Regions from separate parts of the Mus musculus genome. Here region 1 is linked to region 2. Evidence: chromatin contacts called from public Hi-C data. All regions are on one chromosome and are shown on one strand. Each heading gives the region's core, a stretch centred on a gene start, on an enhancer-like site or on the middle of the called end of the contact. The rest is flanking DNA. Distances are from core to core; before and after follow the strand shown.

The links. A called contact is a pair of places that touch in the nucleus more often than the background predicts.
Region 1: a Hi-C map of nephron progenitors shows a contact between it and region 2, with 2.7 times the contacts expected there. The contact joins the enhancer-like site here to the promoter of Prss22 in region 2. A contact is called at or near these places in 5 of 39 promoter capture datasets (3T3-L1-derived adipocytes, the C10 cell line, the HPC-7 cell line and 2 more), 2 of 15 datasets of contacts at CTCF or cohesin (CD8 T cells and the NIH/3T3 cell line), 1 of 484 Hi-C or Micro-C datasets (nephron progenitors), 1 of 115 datasets of contacts at active chromatin or transcription factors (effector CD8 T cells) and 2 of 9 other capture datasets (adipose tissue and liver).

What each region holds. Positions count from the first base shown.
Region 1 is chr17:24,119,933-24,122,815 of GRCm38.p6, forward strand. The region is part of intron 1 of Pdpk1 (3-phosphoinositide dependent protein kinase 1); the gene reads right to left. Among named protein-coding and RNA genes, the nearest start is that of Gm33409, 20 kb to the right of the region's middle. Within about 2 kb of position 1,544, at least 13 of the 459 cell types and tissues checked have an H3K27ac peak or open chromatin away from gene starts, as enhancers often do.
Region 2 is chr17:23,996,694-23,999,769 of GRCm38.p6, forward strand. It overlaps Prss22 (protease, serine 22), which reads right to left and starts at 1,407. Exons shown (of 6, transcript NM_133731.2): 1 at 1,230-1,407; 2 at 618-644; 3 at 1-144. The coding sequence starts at 1,311.

The DNA of each region.
Region 1 (2,883 bases), core at 294-2,793, 120 kb after region 2:
TAATAAAAAATCTCTAATTTCAGCATTCCAGAGGCAGAGGCAGATGGACCAGGACCAAGCCTGGTCTACATAGAGAGTTCCAGGACAGCCAAGGCTATACGACAAGATCTCATCAAAAGCAAACAAAACAAGCAAGCAAGCAAGCAAACAAACAAACAAACAAAAACACCTCAAGGCTGGAGAGATGACTCAGCAGTTAAGATCACTGGCTGCTTGCTCTTCCAGAGGATCCCAGTTTGATTCCCTGCATCCATATTGTGGCTCACAAAGATCTCTGACCCGAGTTCTAGGAAATCCAACAGATGTACATATGGTGCACATATATGCACACAGGGAAAATATTTATACACATAAAAATAAATAAACCAGCCAGGCAGTGGTGGTGCACGCCTTTAATCCCAGCACTCTGGAGGCAGAGGCAGGCAGATTTCTGAGTTCGAGGCCAGCCTGGTCTACAGAGTGAGTTCCAGGACAGCCAGGGCTACACAGAGAAACCCTGTCTTAAATAAATAAATAAACAAGCAAACAAACCTATGCCTGTCCTACAGACACCTTGTTGTTTCCAGAACCACATTCTCAGCCAGGTGGTGGTTGTACATACCTTTAATCCCAGTACTAAGGAGGCAGAGGCAAGTGAATTTCTGTGAGTTTGAGGTCAGCCAGGTCTAGAGAGTGGGTTCCAAGACAGTCAGAGCTACAGAGAAACCCTATCTCGAAAAACAAAAGAAACAAAATAAAAACCCTAATTCCTAGTCACTCACTTTTGCAATTAAGAATGGAAGCTTCAGCTAGACATGTTGGCACATGCCTTAATTCCCATAACTTGGGAAGCAGAGACAGGTAGATCTCTGAGGTCTCTAGGCCAGTCAGGTCTCAGGATACATTCCAAGATAATCAGGGCTACAGAGATAAACCCTACCACAACCACCACTCCCATCACCACCAAAAGGAGGAGGAGAGGGAGGAAGAGGAAGAGGAAGAGAAAGAGGAGGAACAGGAGCAGCAGCAGGAGCAGCAGCAGGTTCAGCCTGCCTCACTGGCAATTTCATACCAGATATGGACAAGTCAGTGTGGCACCTCCCCTCCTGGAGTCTCCTACCTACTATGCCTTGGTATCCTGGTTCTAAGTGAACTGGTAGAATACACTTGACGTTCTCTGAGGACTTGCAACTGGTCAGACACCCCCCACCCCAAGTACTGAGTTCAACCATCTCACTCTCAGGAAGCAGAAACTCTGAGCCAGTGAGATAGCTCAGTGGGTAAAGGTGCTTGCCATATCAAACCTGATGACCTTACTTTGATGTCCCCAGAACCCACATAGGAAAGAGAGAATCGACTCCTACAAGCTGTCCTCTGAGTTTTACCCATCTAAGCACAAGCCAAGAATTCTGAGTGCTTGTGAGAAAAGAAACCATGGCAAGAGTCTTCTGACTACAGTTTCTTCAATAGCCTGGAATTATTCTTGGAATGTGTTTGTCTCCTCCGGATACAAGTGAGTTGACTCCAGCTGTTGTTATTCATTATGTCCATACAGAAAAACCTGGTTTTGCCATGTGCGGTTTTTGTACTTGTGATTGTACACTTTGCTCAGGTGACTCCTCTTAACTCTGAATAAAGTTGGCAATTGCATGAGACTTTAGTCCACTTCATTTTTAGGCTCTGCTCTCCCAGATTCATGTACCTGAGCAGAACAGGAAATACACCATATGCTATGGCACATGTTTGTTCACATACACAAAAGTAGTAAAAAAAATTTAAATAGAAATTCATGGAAAATTAATGAGATACTTTTTTTTGTTTCTTTGGTTTGGTTTGGTTTTGGTTTGATTTGGTTTTTTGAAGCAGGGTTTTTCTCTTTGTAAGCCTGGCTGTCCTAGAACACACAGAGATCTACCTGCCTCTGTCTCCCAAGTGCTAAGATTAAAGGCATGCACTACCATGCCTGGTGACATATTCATTCTTAGATGAAAATACAGAGGGTCATGGGAATGAAAAGATGGCTCACCACTTAAGAGAACTGGATGCATTTTTAGGATACAGGCTTGGTTCCCAGCACCCATATGCTGGCTCACAACCACCTAACTCCAGGTCTAGGGGATCTGTTGCCCTCTTCTGGCCTCTGAGGGTACCAAACATGCATGTAATACATAGACATACATGTTGGCAAACTACTCCTGTGTCCACCAAAACCAGACTCAATAGAAGAATGCAACACATTGCTCTGCTGAGTGTTTTAAGAAATTATCAATCTATGAAGCAGCTCAAAATTGCTAAACGTAACAAACATTTGATCAGCAAACACACTGATACAAACAAATATGAAGGCAAAAGAAAACAAATAATTGGCGGGTTTCTTCTCTGCCTTATCTCAAGTCACATATCAGAAGTTTTCTGGAGCTTCAGACAGTAGCTTCACTAACCCTCTGGTAGAGACTAATTTCTAGGTACATAAAGGCTTATTTTTGCTAACTGTAGAACCATACATTGGTAAAGCACCTCAGTCCCTAAATACCTGGTAGGTAGCAAGTTAACCATGCATGGGCAGCCTGGTCTGCCCAACGAGAGAGGCTTGGGTAGTGATGTTCCTGAACAAGATGGTTCTCAGGTATTTAAAAGGAAAAAAAAAAAAATCAGGTCAGTCATGACAGCCCATGCCTTTAATCCTATTGAAGGCTACTTCCCTAGCATAGCTATAGTCATTTTGTTCCATGCCTGTCAGCTATTTCATATTGTTACGGTAATATGCCTGCCAGTCACTGACACAGAACAGGGTCAGGTTGACCACATACATACCCTGTTGTGTTCTGAGGTTTGTTAATCTTAAGAAATTTCACAACTATCGGCTTCACATAGGACCCATCAACGGTCAATCTGAACTGTTAC
Region 2 (3,076 bases), core at 157-2,656:
CCCAGCGGTTGGTGAGCAGGGAGCCTGCACAGTGGTGGGAGCCATTCTTGAGGATGCTAACAATCCAGGGCCACTGGGCATCCATGCTGTCCTCACCTCCCACAATCCGGTTCAGCTGCTGAGGCTTCCCACAGTCTGGGGACACTGGCACAAGGGATGGCATCTTCTGTCATCTCAGTAGACACAATTGTCTTCTGACTTGCCTGTCAACCCCCCTGCAAGGCCTCAAACCTGTGCCCAGCACAGCATGTGTCCAGCACAGCCTGCTGCTGCAGGGAGAGTGCCTGCCTGCCCTGTCCCTGTCCCCTTTAGTTATCAGGGACTGGCCCTTGCCTTCTTCTCTCCTTTATCTGGCCTTCCCTCCCACTCCCCTTAACCTTTATTTTTTTGGTTCTGTTGGTCCCTCACCCTTCTGTCCTCCCTTCTCTAGATTCATCACCTTCCTAAGCCCCACCCACCCACACAACTCCTCTTGCCTGTATCCATCCCATCCTCTTCAATCTCATGCTCCCCTGTGACTGGGGTCCCCACACTGACCTACCCTATAGAGTCAGATACAAAGACTGTCCACACCACTGCCCCACCCCCACCCAGCCAGGCAACCTGATCACACTCACCTCGGATGGTGGCAGCACTGATGGGAGCTGAGAGCAAGAGAATAAAGAAAGTGGTGAGGAGCCCTGTGCCCCATGCCTGGGGACTCCCCCACCTTCCCAAACAGACTCAGCCTGGGCCCTCCAGCACTGTTCGCTGCTCCACCACCTGTCACACACACACACACACACACACACACACAGACACACACACACACACACACACACACACTGTCACCCAGGTTTTCTCCCCCAGCTCCCATGAAAGCCCAGGCAGCTGCCTTCCTATTCCAGAACAGAAGGAGACCCAAGATGGAAATAGAGGAGGAAGAGGAAACAGGAGATGGAGGGCACAGGGAAGCGGTGAGAGGCGCTCCTGAGCAGGCACTGAGACCAGAGCACTCACATGCATTCAATCCTCATAGCTGCTAGGGAAACTGAGGCAGACCACATGCCAGAGGAAGGAGAACGGAGACAGGCATGGGGAGCCGATGATGAAAGGCAACAGAGGAAAGAAGAGAGACGGAACTCAAGGGAAGGAGCTGAGCTGAGCTGGCGAAGAGGAGGTGACTGTGGGAAGGAGGAGGAGGGAAGAGAGGATGTGGGGAGGAGGAGCAGCAGGCCCTTGGGGCTCACCTGTGGAAGTCAGCAGCACCAGAAGGATTAAGATGCTGAACTGGTCCCCACCCAGTGCTGGGGGAGGTCTGGAGATCATCATTGCTGGTATGGGTGGAGACCCAGCAAGGCTGCTGGCCGGCTCAAAGGACCTAAGGGCTGTGTTGCTTGAGACTGGCAGGACGGGTGGCTGTAGTGTGTAGGGTTCCCTACAGGTTGCCCCAGGTTTTATCCTGTGAGGAAGAATGCTGTTGGACCAGTCCCCCAGGTGCCTGAGACTGGGCCACCCAGACTGTGGGTCAAGGAGGAGGTGGGGTTGCCAGAAGGAAGCAACCAGTTACTGGGTTCTAGGGATGCTACCAGGAGACTGGATGGGGGTCTCCAGATCAGTTGTATGCCCGGGGTCACCCTGCATGGGGGGTTGGGGGGTGAGGGGGGAAAGTAGAGACTTGCTGACTGCCTAGGGCATGGTTTTAACACTGACTCCCAGGTAAACAGAGAAAGAGCCCTGTAGTTTGCAGACTGTTTGGGGTAGGAAGTGACTCAGTCTGAAATGGCTGGGGTTGCCAGGGGGACCTTGTTCCTTAACGGCCCATGTCCAGGGCCCTGGTTGCTTCCATGACTCAAGACAGACACTTGGGGCCCTGGAATCCCGTTAGCCCACTTCCCCGAAAGCTGTGACTCAGGCCCCAAAGGGACGGGCATAATGGCCTCTTGGCCATTTGGCCAAGCTGTCCCTGGCACTTCCTCTCAGTTGTCACTGTAGGTGACCCTCCGGTGACTCATTTCTCACCTGAACTCCAGGGAGCAGGCCAAGCCCAAAGCAAGAGCCACAGCCTATGCGCCCCACACACACTTGGGAAGAACTAACCCTGTGGTCACGTTCACACCATGGGACCTACACACACACACACACAAAGGACCAGGGAGCTGGGCTTTGGGAAGCTTAGGTGCTGTAGGCTGGTGTGGATTGTCCTGACTAAGTGTCCTATACTCATGACACCCTCACGTCAAGCAGGAACCAGCGACATCATCCCAAACAAATGTATTCCTCTCCCCAGGGTTAGATCCTGGGATCAGACCTGGCTGTGGAGGAAATGGGTTCAGTGAAAATAGTACTGCAGTCTGAGGCTCTGCACCCCACTTTGTGCCGTCCCCAAGCTCCCTCATCACCCAAGAAACCTGGGCTGGTTCGGGGATATCGTAGCCTGGCTGCTCACTGGATTGACGTGGGAACTTAGTGGCCCCCCCCAGCAGGATCGGAGGTGCCTGACTCTCCTTGGGATAGCCCACAAAACTTACTCTGAAGAAAAGACCATGAATAAGTGTGGGAACAGCTACAGTAACACTGAACCCAGGGAAAGAAAGAGAGGTTGATCTCTTCCCACCTCTGGGCCAGCTGCAGCTCTCTTGGGAGTTCCCTGACCTGGGCCTCCAAGTTGCCCAGAGCTGGCCCTGCAGGTCCCTGTGTTGCCCACCTCAACTGTTTGAGATTAAGGTGGTATTAGGCCCAGTTAGCACATGTATCCCTCTCTCTGGCAAGGTGACACTCACATAACCTTGCCTGGGTACTGTGAACTGCAAATAGACTAAGGTGTGTTCTATGGGGAAGGAGGCAGGCAGGCCAGGGTTAACCTGCAGGCAAGATGAGACAGAGAACCCCTGCCCCACCCCACCCCAAACATGCAAAATGTGTGGCCTCAGGAACCCCAGTGGTGCATTCTTCACCTCCTATGATTGTGGGTGTCACTACAGGAACAGCCAAGATGAGGACAGCTTCCTAGACACCCCAGAGGCTATAGAGCAAATGTGGGGGGAGCACTCACTCATCTAATCACATGCCCCCTCAGGGCCACTTCTGCACCCTC